3 separate regions of the Bos taurus genome follow, and regions 1 and 2 are each linked to region 3. The links are chromatin contacts, called in public Hi-C maps. All regions are on one chromosome and are shown on one strand. Each heading gives the region's core, a stretch centred on a gene start, on an enhancer-like site or on the middle of the called end of the contact. The rest is flanking DNA. Distances are from core to core; before and after follow the strand shown. Region 1 holds the start of SIN3A (SIN3 transcription regulator family member A). Region 2 holds the start of COMMD4 (COMM domain containing 4). Region 3 holds the start of IMP3 (IMP U3 small nucleolar ribonucleoprotein 3).

Region 1 (3,135 bases), core at 628-3,127, 130 kb after region 3:
CCTTCCCAAATCAGTGTTTCTTCCCACCTGCTCTCCTTAGTAGCAAACTTCCCTCCCCATTAGAGTCCCCCCACCCCCATGAACTCTGAGGGAGGGAAGGGTCCTTACAGACTATCTTTCTACTCCAATTTTTCACCCACCCCTATTTTTGCAGAAGAAAAACAGGCCCAGAGGGAGAAAGGGACTTGCCTAAGGATATACTGCTAAATCACTGGCCTTGCTACCCAGATGGCTGAAGCACTAGCCTTAAGCTCTTGTACCTCTTTGCACACCAGCCACTGCCAACTTTCCCTCCATAACCCACAATGATCAGTCACCCAGTCCTCTTGAGGCTTTCTCAAACACATCTCCCCATTTTTATTCCTGCTTACCCATTGCCACTGCCCTAGTCAGGTCTTCCTTGTATTTCACCTGAATTGTTGGGGCAGCCTAACTGGCAGCAGGCTACCCTATTCTGCCACAGGATTTAAAGGCCCTTCGCATTCTGACACCCCACCTTATCCACACTAGCTTCCTTTACTGAATATCTCAACTGGTCTTTCTTGCTCATTCACTGTGTAACCTGGCCCCAGGGTCAGCTCTGTTGAGCACAGGCATGTGGCGTAGCCTCACCATCCCCCCCCCCCCCGCCCCCTCCCCCCCGGCCATACACACACACACACACATTACAAATGATCCAGGGAAGCATCTGAGTCAGAATTTTGATTTTAGGGCTGCTGAAAGTAGGAAGGGTTTCTGGAATGGGGGACCAGGAGAGAGAGAAGAAACATCTTGGCTCCCTCCACTCCCTCCCACCAGAATATGTACCTCTGTAGTCTTCAACCCGGTCATTACAAGCCTTTCTGCCTCACCTTGCTGCTTGTAGGCACCCTTCTTTCAACCCACCCTCAGAATTCATCCAGCTGCTGGGATGTTGAGCATCTTAAATGGTAGTTCTGGGCCTGTGGTCCTGTGACCCAGCATGCTGCTTGTACATTCTGCTATACAAGTCTAAGAATTTTAACAAGGTAGAAAAGTCTTCTGCTCTTTGACTCCATCTTTCCAACTCTGGTTTTCGTTACTATAGCCACACTTGGAGAAGCTTTTAATACGGCTTTGCATTTATCATTTTGTGTGTTTTGCTGAAAATGAGTTAGTTGCCCCTCCGTTTCTGCCTGAGTGCCACCTCCTCCATGAAGGCTTCACCCAGTTTTCCTCAGCTAGAAGAATCTCCCTGCTCTGAGCCTCTGGAGGCGTCTCTACATACATTTCCAAATTGCCTTAGCTCTTTCTGTATCCTCTCTTCAGCTAGGTCTGAAGCCCTACGAGGGCACAGAGTGAGCATCTCATTCAGTTTCTGTAATGGCAAAAAGCAGCAGGTGCGGTATGAATGTGTCTGCCTCACCCCTGTAGGTGCTCAGGCAAGTGCCTGTTACCCCGAAGGCAGGACTTCCCGCGTACACAGCTCAGTTTTTAGGCAGGCGCCGGACACGGTTAGGTTACACAGCCAGGGGAGTCGGGACATTCCAGTCAGTCGCTAGGGTATCCTCACCCGCCCCCTCTGCCCAGTTCCAAATGGGGTGTGTGTAAGAAGGATGTGGGGGCCGGGTAGCCCCAATAGCTCCTCCTCCAGGTTCACCCAGCGGATCTTCGAGTCCCAGGAGGTCTCCTTCCAGTCCAAGGGCCTCAAGTAACTCCAAGCGGCGGTGCGGTAGAGAAGGGGCCCTCTGCCATGGTTGCGCCTCCCACTCAGAGCTAGTTTAATTAATTTATTTCTATTTTTTGGAGGGAGGGGGCGTTCAATGAAGGGGAAGAGGTGGAGCAAGGGGAGGAGGCGGGCCCAGGATGACTGACGCGAGCACCAGGGAGCCAATGGCCCGTGGGGGGCGTTCCCCCCCATTCAGGACTCCTCGCCTGGCTCGGAAGGTATGTTAAACAGCTGCTTTTAATTTGGTCTCCCCAATCTCGGGCGTTTGGGGGGCTTGTTTGCCGGCCGGTCCCTTTGACCAGTCAGCCATGGTGCAGGCGCCGCGGGCCCTGGGACGGAGCTAGGGGAGGCTTGGAGTCCGGCGGCCGAGGGAGGCGAGGGGCAGGCCAGGAAGGAGAGCTCTTGGCGCCGCCCGCTCGCCAGTGTGTGTTTCCAAGCCGGGCCAGATCCGCGGGGAGGGGGTCGGCCCGACCCGGGGTCGCCAGTGTGCCGGCCGTGCTGCCTAGTTTATTTCACCGAGCGGTCGGTTTCGGTAGGTTTCGGCGGCGGGCTGGGTAAGGGGCCGGCAGGAGGAGATCCCTCGCGCTCCTGGAATGCCTTAAAAAATTATTGTAAAGAAGAAAAAAGGGGAGATTCCGTACACCGACTGGAACCGGGCCCGAGCTGCGGCGCGCGGGCTCGGCAGGGGGCGGCGGCCTGAGCTCAGCCGGCCGGGCCCACCAAACCGCCCGGAGTTGGTCGAGAGCTGGAGTTAGCGAGCGAGCCCAGGCCCGCAGCTTTCCCCGCTAACCACGCTGGGCGAGGGCGGCAGCCGCCCAAGGGTTTTGTTTCTGTCCGCAAACTTGTCGGAGGGGGCGGTGGGCGCGCTCAGAAGAGGCGCGGGCTCCTGGGCCCGCGGTTGTTATGGACTCTGGGGGCGGGGGCAACGCCGGACTTGCGGGAGGGGCGGTCGGGGGCGGGGGAGGCCACCGGAAAGAGCCCCAGCGCCTCGGCAGTAGACCCATGCGCCGGTGTGAGCTCTCCGAACTCCAGGGCCGTGGCAGGAGAGCCAACGTTCGGCGCCGGAACCCGGCCCGGGGGTGTGGAAAACCTCCAGGAACTCGTCGGCTTCGACCCGCAGCCCCAGCTGATCCCTTTGCAAACATGGAGCTGCCTCCTTCCCCGCCCACCCCAAGGCGGCGACGGCGGCTCCTTTCCCCTCCCCCTGCCGTGCTGCTCGCCCGCGGAAGGGGCGGGGGCGGGGGCACCGGCGAGTGAGCGCGCCCACGAGGGGGTAGCCTGAAAGGGGCAGTGAAGGTCGGAAACTGGGCAAACAGTCTCCACGCTCGGAATCGGGAAAAGGAAATGCATCAGCGGGCGGGAGGGGCGCGGGGGGCGCGCCTGTCAACCGGGATGGCGGCCGCGGGCTGGGGGGCGGGGCGCCGGCGCGAACCGCGGAGCTCGGGCGG
Region 2 (3,235 bases), core at 547-3,046, 230 kb after region 3:
ATCAAAATATTCAAAACCAATTGGTGATGTGACATACGTTTCAAGTGATGTCAGTAATTTGGAAATGAGCATACATATGTAAATAATGCCAACAGCTGTGACATGAAAATATCTGGTTTCTATTAGTGACAAAGTCAGAGGTGCTGCTAATAACACTGAGGTCTGTTGCCAACATTCATAAATGGAGGAAATATTAAATTTCAGTTTGAAGTTAGTGAAAATTGAGATATAATATTTTCCTAAGTTTCTGGGCCCCTGACTTCTACCCACTGGACTGTTTTATCATCTCTGGACTTTCTCTGACTTCTACCATCTCTGTATTATTTACATTTTTACCATAAGAATGTGTTCCTTGTGTAACTTCTTAAAATACCAACATTTCTCTAGGTTCTGTCCTAGGCCCTTTCTCCTGAACTCACACTGTGGCTGAGACACATCATCCTGCTGACGACTCCCGAATTTATAACCGCCATCGTATTGTAGATTCTCTTCTGAGCTCCAGACCCTTAAATCCAGACTGTCTCCTACCTGGTGCACCTGGTCGCTTAGAGGCCTCACTAAGCATGTGTCACACTGACTGGTTCTCTTCCCTCTGAAACCTGCCCCTACCTGTCCCACCACCACTGAGCACCAGTACCTGGGAACCAAACCCAGCTCCCTCCCTCTCCCTTCTCCCTCATGCATTTAGTCTCTGAGCCCCACTGATCTCCTCCACTTCTATCTCCACTCTCTCTCAAGTCACTACCATCTCCTGGGTGGGGGAGTGTCTGCTGCCCCAGGCTGTTCCCCTCTTCCTCCCTCAACAAATCAGCTGAAAGGCTCTTCCTCATTTCCCTGCCGCCCTTTCTTAAAAAGTCCAAACTCCTCTCAAGACCCAGCAAGCTGTGGTCTTTGCTTATCTGTCGAGCCTCATCGTTCACTAGCCTCTAGTTTCTACTCTTCCAGGTGATGAAATGCATTCATTCCTTCAGGTGAGCTCTCACTCACCTGAAGTCTTTGAATGCTGTCCCCTATCTGAAGATACAGCCTCCCACCAGCCCCCTTCCATGCCTCCCAATTCCTGGTACACTAGCTGCTTTCTTTCTGCCCCAGCAAGCTTTCTTCCCGGCTCGCAGGCCCTCAGGTGATGTCATCCTTGGGAAGCCTTCTGGCGCTATGCACAAGATGAGTTTAGTCCCTCCCGGCTCAGGTCTTAACTATGACTGCCCATTCAAGCCTCCAACTCTGCCCTTCCCTCCTGCAGCCCAAGTCCTAGTGCCTGGCACAGTCCCGGTATACAGTAGGCACTCACAATCTGTTAAAGGAATGAATGAATGGATAAGTTGAGAAGTTTCCACCCCGTATATACTCTTTTCTGCCTCTGGGAAGAGCAAAGGGATTTCCTAACAGTGCAGAAGACTGAGCGAAATTGTCAGCAAGTTTTCCTCCAAGTTCCACAGGAAGGCTGGGAGGTGGGCGTCTTCGGGACGTCCTACTCAGGGGCAGAGAAAAGCCTGGAGAGACAAGCCCCAGCTCCTGCCCCCGAGAGTTCGGGCCCTTCCTTCCAGTCAAGACACTCCAAGCCTGCCGTCCCGCCCTGCTGGAGGAGGATGGAGGGAGGCTTTTCTTTACCAGACCCTCGGCTTTAACGACCGCACCCAAGTGTCCGCTCCGCGGCCCGGGCAGATTTCCCATCTCCTTCCCGCAGCAGCGGCGGGGGAATTTGGGGTCCTACCATGCCCGCCCTCAGCAACCACAGCCTCGTATCAACCCTCGTCCCTCACCATTGCTCCAGGAAGCCCGCGCCCAGGACTTTCACCTTCCTGTCGCGCCGGGTCAGCTGATGCAGCGATCACGTGGCGCTTGGGCGGGGCTTCCTGGGGCGGGGCTTACTGGGATCGAGGCGGGAGCGAGTCGCCCAGCCTCGAGTTGCTGGAGCGAAACACGGGGTCCCTTTGTCAGTCACCAGAACCTTTCCCCGGAAAGGACCAGCACCAACCCCCAGGTTAACTGAAAACAGAACCAAAGCAGCAGGAAGAGGGAGTGGAAGCCGTTTCATTTGTTCTCTTTAAGGCAGGGGAGGCCTTCCTTTCTGCAGTGGTGTTCAGGTCTTTTCCATGTTTTGCATCAAAAGTAGTGCCCTTACTATACAGGTGTGGGTTGTGGCAAAAGATATATTTGTAAAACTTTATTGGAGTAGAATGCCCATACAGGAAATTGTACATAGTACAAATACAGAGTTTAATGAATTTTCATAAACCGTACGCCCCGTGTAACCAACACCCAAATAAGGAAACATTACCAGTACCCCAGATACCTCCTTCAAGTGCCCGGTAGCGCCTGGGTATTTTATTTCATTTTGATGAATCCCTTTAGTTGGATAGCAAAAAGCCTGTAAGAGTTGACATGCTCAGAATGCTTTTGCAGCTTCACCAGCATGAGCTGTTTATCTTAATTTTTCTCAATCTAATGGGAGAGGAAAATGTTGCTTTAAATTGTATTAGTCTGCTTACTGGTGAACTTGAGGTAATGAATAGACCAGGAAAACTTAAGTTTCCAGTATTCACTTAAATAGATAAAAACAAACAAAAGATAGCAACAACAAAAATACACTAGAGTATAAACTAATGACCAAAAAAGAAATTGAAAAGTTTGATTTCTCTCTTCATTTCTATGCCTCTCTCCTATACGGTAGGCCCTGATTGTTTTTTGTTGTTGCAGCCTTTCAAGCTATGAAAGGACAGATAGAGCCCCTGACAATTAAACCACTCCATAAATAGAAACAGATGGAAAATTAATTCTTGCTAAAATTGATCACACTTAAAAAAATCTTTTTAAAAATCATGAACATCAGTACAATGAAATCAATGGTGTTGCAATATCAAAAATTTTTTTTCTTTTAAGAGGACAAGAATAGTTCCAAAAGAAGAAATGAATTGACACACTTAGGAAATCATTATTAAAAAGAAGAAAAAATTAGTAATAGATGAAAACTGCCCTAAGTTGATAGGGTATTTGAAAGACAAAACAGCAAACATCAAACAGACAATTTATTTAAATTTGGAAATAAGGCAAAAGGCAGATGGCATGTCCTTTTAATGTCATACTAGAGTATTGTCAAACAGATTTGTTTCACAAATAAAGATTATTTGACTATTTAGACCAGTAGTTATCAAACTTTTAGAGTGTTTAAGAATCACCTGCTGGGCTTGTTACAACAGTACTAGGCTCCACCCCCAGAGTTTCTCTAATCAAT
Region 3 (2,761 bases), core at 91-2,590:
CTCAGCCTTCTTCACAGTCCAACTCTCACATCCATACATGACCACAGGAAAAACCATAGCCTTGACTAGACGGACCTTCGTTGGCAAAGTAATGTCTCTGCTTTTGAATATGCTATCTAAGTTGGTCATAACTTTTCCAAGGAGTAAGCGTCTTTTAATTTCATGGCTGCAGTCACCATCTGCAGTATACTTAGGGATGCATAAAATGATAAAACTATTTTTCTTTTTAAACAAAAGACAAAGATAAACACTAAATTCAGGAGAGCAGATATCTTTACCTCTGACTGGGAGAGTGGTTAAATAGGTCCTGGTGATGCTTTCTTAAACTGGCTGTTGGGTCCACAAGTATTCTTTGTATCTCACATATGTTACATATAGTATCGCCCATATCAAATATTGTATCTTTAAAAAACAATGAAAAGCATACAAAAATAAAATTATAGGCAAAGAAGCTAGGTGGCGTCAAAGTCTTGGGTAAATAAAGAAGTTAGTCCTGTTAGCGCTACACTAAACTAAAACAGACATAATTTGCAGAAAAAGTGTTGTGTGTTCACTAAATACTCCAGAAATCCAACCTGTCAGGCTAATTCTTTTCAGCCCGGATTAAAGAGTCAGGATTTGTACTATCCAAGCTTTTCAAATTTACTGGATTTTATGAATCACGTGGCATTCTTGTTAACAATACAGATTTTCAAGTGACTCCTGCGTAGATCCTGATTCTGGGCATGCAGGAAGTAGCCTGGGAATCAGTACTGAATAGGTTCAGTGGCTTCAAGCACCAATTGGTAGGCTGAAAAACCTCCGCCCGCCTCGTAATGGACTTGCGGTTAGTCGGCTGTGGGGATACCCGATCAGCCCCTGTCGGCTCAGAGAAGCCCCCACAAGGTGGGAGGACAGCCCCCCACCCCGCCCCGCCGCCCCTGCCAAGGTCAGTTAGCACATTAAATCCATATTAGCGCGGCGGTCACCCCTCTTTCCCGGAACTATCCCCTTTAGCTCTTCTGTTAGAGGCTCTCCAGAGAGGCCCTAAATGACAGAAACCTAAACGAGAGGAAATAATTACGGCACTAGGTAATTAATTCTCGGCAACTTAAAACCGCGCAGACTCGCCTAGGAGGCCGCCCCTCCCATCCCCGGCCTCTCCAGGCGTTTCTTCCCTCCGCCTCCCTCAGAGAACGCGGAGAAGAAACGCGAGATACGATCACGGGGCGTGGCCTCATCCTAACCAATGGAAATGGGAGGCCTGGCCCTGAGTCTTCCTTTCATTGGCGCAGGATCCCCAAGGCGGCCGGGTCTAGCCGTACTGAGGCGGAAGTCGCGCGGCAGCTGGAATGCGCGCTGAGCCTCCGGTCTGGCAGCGTTTGAGCCGCCATCATGGTGCGGAAGCTTAAGTTTCACGAGCAGAAGCTGCTCAAGCAGGTGGACTTCTTGAATTGGGAGGTCACAGATCACAACCTGCATGAGCTACGCGTGTTGCGGCGTTATCGGCTGCAGCGGCGCGAGGACTATACGCGCTACAACCAGCTGAGCCGTGCTGTGCGCGAGCTGGCCCGGCGCCTGCGCGATCTGCCTGAGCGCGACCCGTTTCGCGTGCGCTCCTCGGCCGCGCTGCTGGATAAGCTGTATGCTCTCGGCCTAGTGCCCACGCGGGGATCGCTGGAGCTCTGCGATTTCGTCACGGCCTCGTCCTTTTGCCGCCGCCGGCTGCCCACCGTGCTGCTTAAGCTGCGCATGGCGCAGCACCTCCAGGCCGCTGTGGCATTCGTGGAGCAGGGCCACGTGCGCGTGGGCCCCGACGTGGTCACCGACCCCGCCTTCCTTGTCACGCGAAGCATGGAGGACTTTGTCACCTGGGTTGACTCGTCCAAGATCAAGCGGCACGTGCTGGAGTACAATGAGGAGCGTGACGACTTCGATTTGGATGCCTAGCGGATCTCCCCTCGCCAGGACTGCATATATCAGCCAGTCGTGGGTTCTTAAGAACTTGCCTCCTCAGCTACAGGCCACGCACGGAGCCAAAGGGTACGCCCTTTTTCCACGAAATTTGCTTAGCCTTCGGACAATTGGTAATTCAGTGACTGCCATAAGAAACAATGGGAAGCGGTTTGGGTGCTGCACTGGGGAATTGTTATGTTCTTGTATCTGAAACAGTGGTGTGAATACAAGGATTTGGGATGGGGGAGGACCTACCCCCGCCTCCAGCTTTCCTTTCATTTCCTTGTGACAGGACAGTGTGGTTTAATTTATTTAACTGGAATCCTTGCTCTTGTTCGTGATTAAACTGTGTACAGATGTCATAGAGGTTGGTCTCAAGTTTTCATAAAATAGATGTGATTTTAGTGTTCAGAGTTCTTTCTCTTGTTTAAAGGAATGCTTTCCTAATGCCAATAAATGGCCTAACTGCTTTTTAGGTGCAAATTTTTGTCTGGGTTTGTCACACAGAGTCGCATCTATAGGTCTCCTTGAATTCAGGAACCCACAGAATAGTGATGGCAGCTAGCTGCCTGTGGGTGAGACCTGCCCTGAGTTCCACGTGTGGAGGTTGCAGAATGTTGTACAGGGCTGAGCAGATTTGTCAGTTTACTGATCCCTTCCTCAGAATGAGTGTTTTGGCAGAACTCTTCCCCACAGGACTTCCTTCCTGTTGCTATTCCAGCCTCAGGAAATACCATATTAGAGGGCTGAAGTGTTTGCTTGCCTAAGGAAATAATCACCCTGTAGCTTGTCTATCTAGCGGTTAGAAGTAGCCCAGGAGGGTCTT

The links. Hi-C and Micro-C count contacts between places; a contact is called where the count stands out from the background.
Region 1: a contact with region 3 is called in a Hi-C map of skin fibroblasts, with 9 times the contacts expected there. The contact joins the promoter of SIN3A here to the promoter of IMP3 in region 3. A contact is called at or near these places in 4 of 11 Hi-C or Micro-C datasets (liver, skin fibroblasts and an unstated tissue).
Region 2: a Hi-C map of liver shows a contact between it and region 3, with 2.4 times the contacts expected there. The contact joins the promoter of COMMD4 here to the promoter of IMP3 in region 3. A contact is called at or near these places in 2 of 11 Hi-C or Micro-C datasets (liver and an unstated tissue).

The regions. Positions count from the first base shown.
Region 1 is chr21:33,382,236-33,385,370 of ARS-UCD2.0, forward strand. SIN3A (SIN3 transcription regulator family member A) reads left to right here and starts at 1,878. Exons shown (of 21, transcript XM_015459266.3): 1 at 1,878-1,905.
Region 2 is chr21:33,485,534-33,488,768 of ARS-UCD2.0, forward strand. COMMD4 (COMM domain containing 4) reads right to left here and starts at 1,797. Exons shown (of 8, transcript NM_001040597.1): 1 at 1,764-1,797. The coding sequence starts at 1,766.
Region 3 is chr21:33,253,080-33,255,840 of ARS-UCD2.0, forward strand. IMP3 (IMP U3 small nucleolar ribonucleoprotein 3) reads left to right here and starts at 1,341. Exons shown (of 1, transcript NM_001079588.2): 1 at 1,341-2,418. The coding sequence starts at 1,375. The coding sequence ends at 1,929.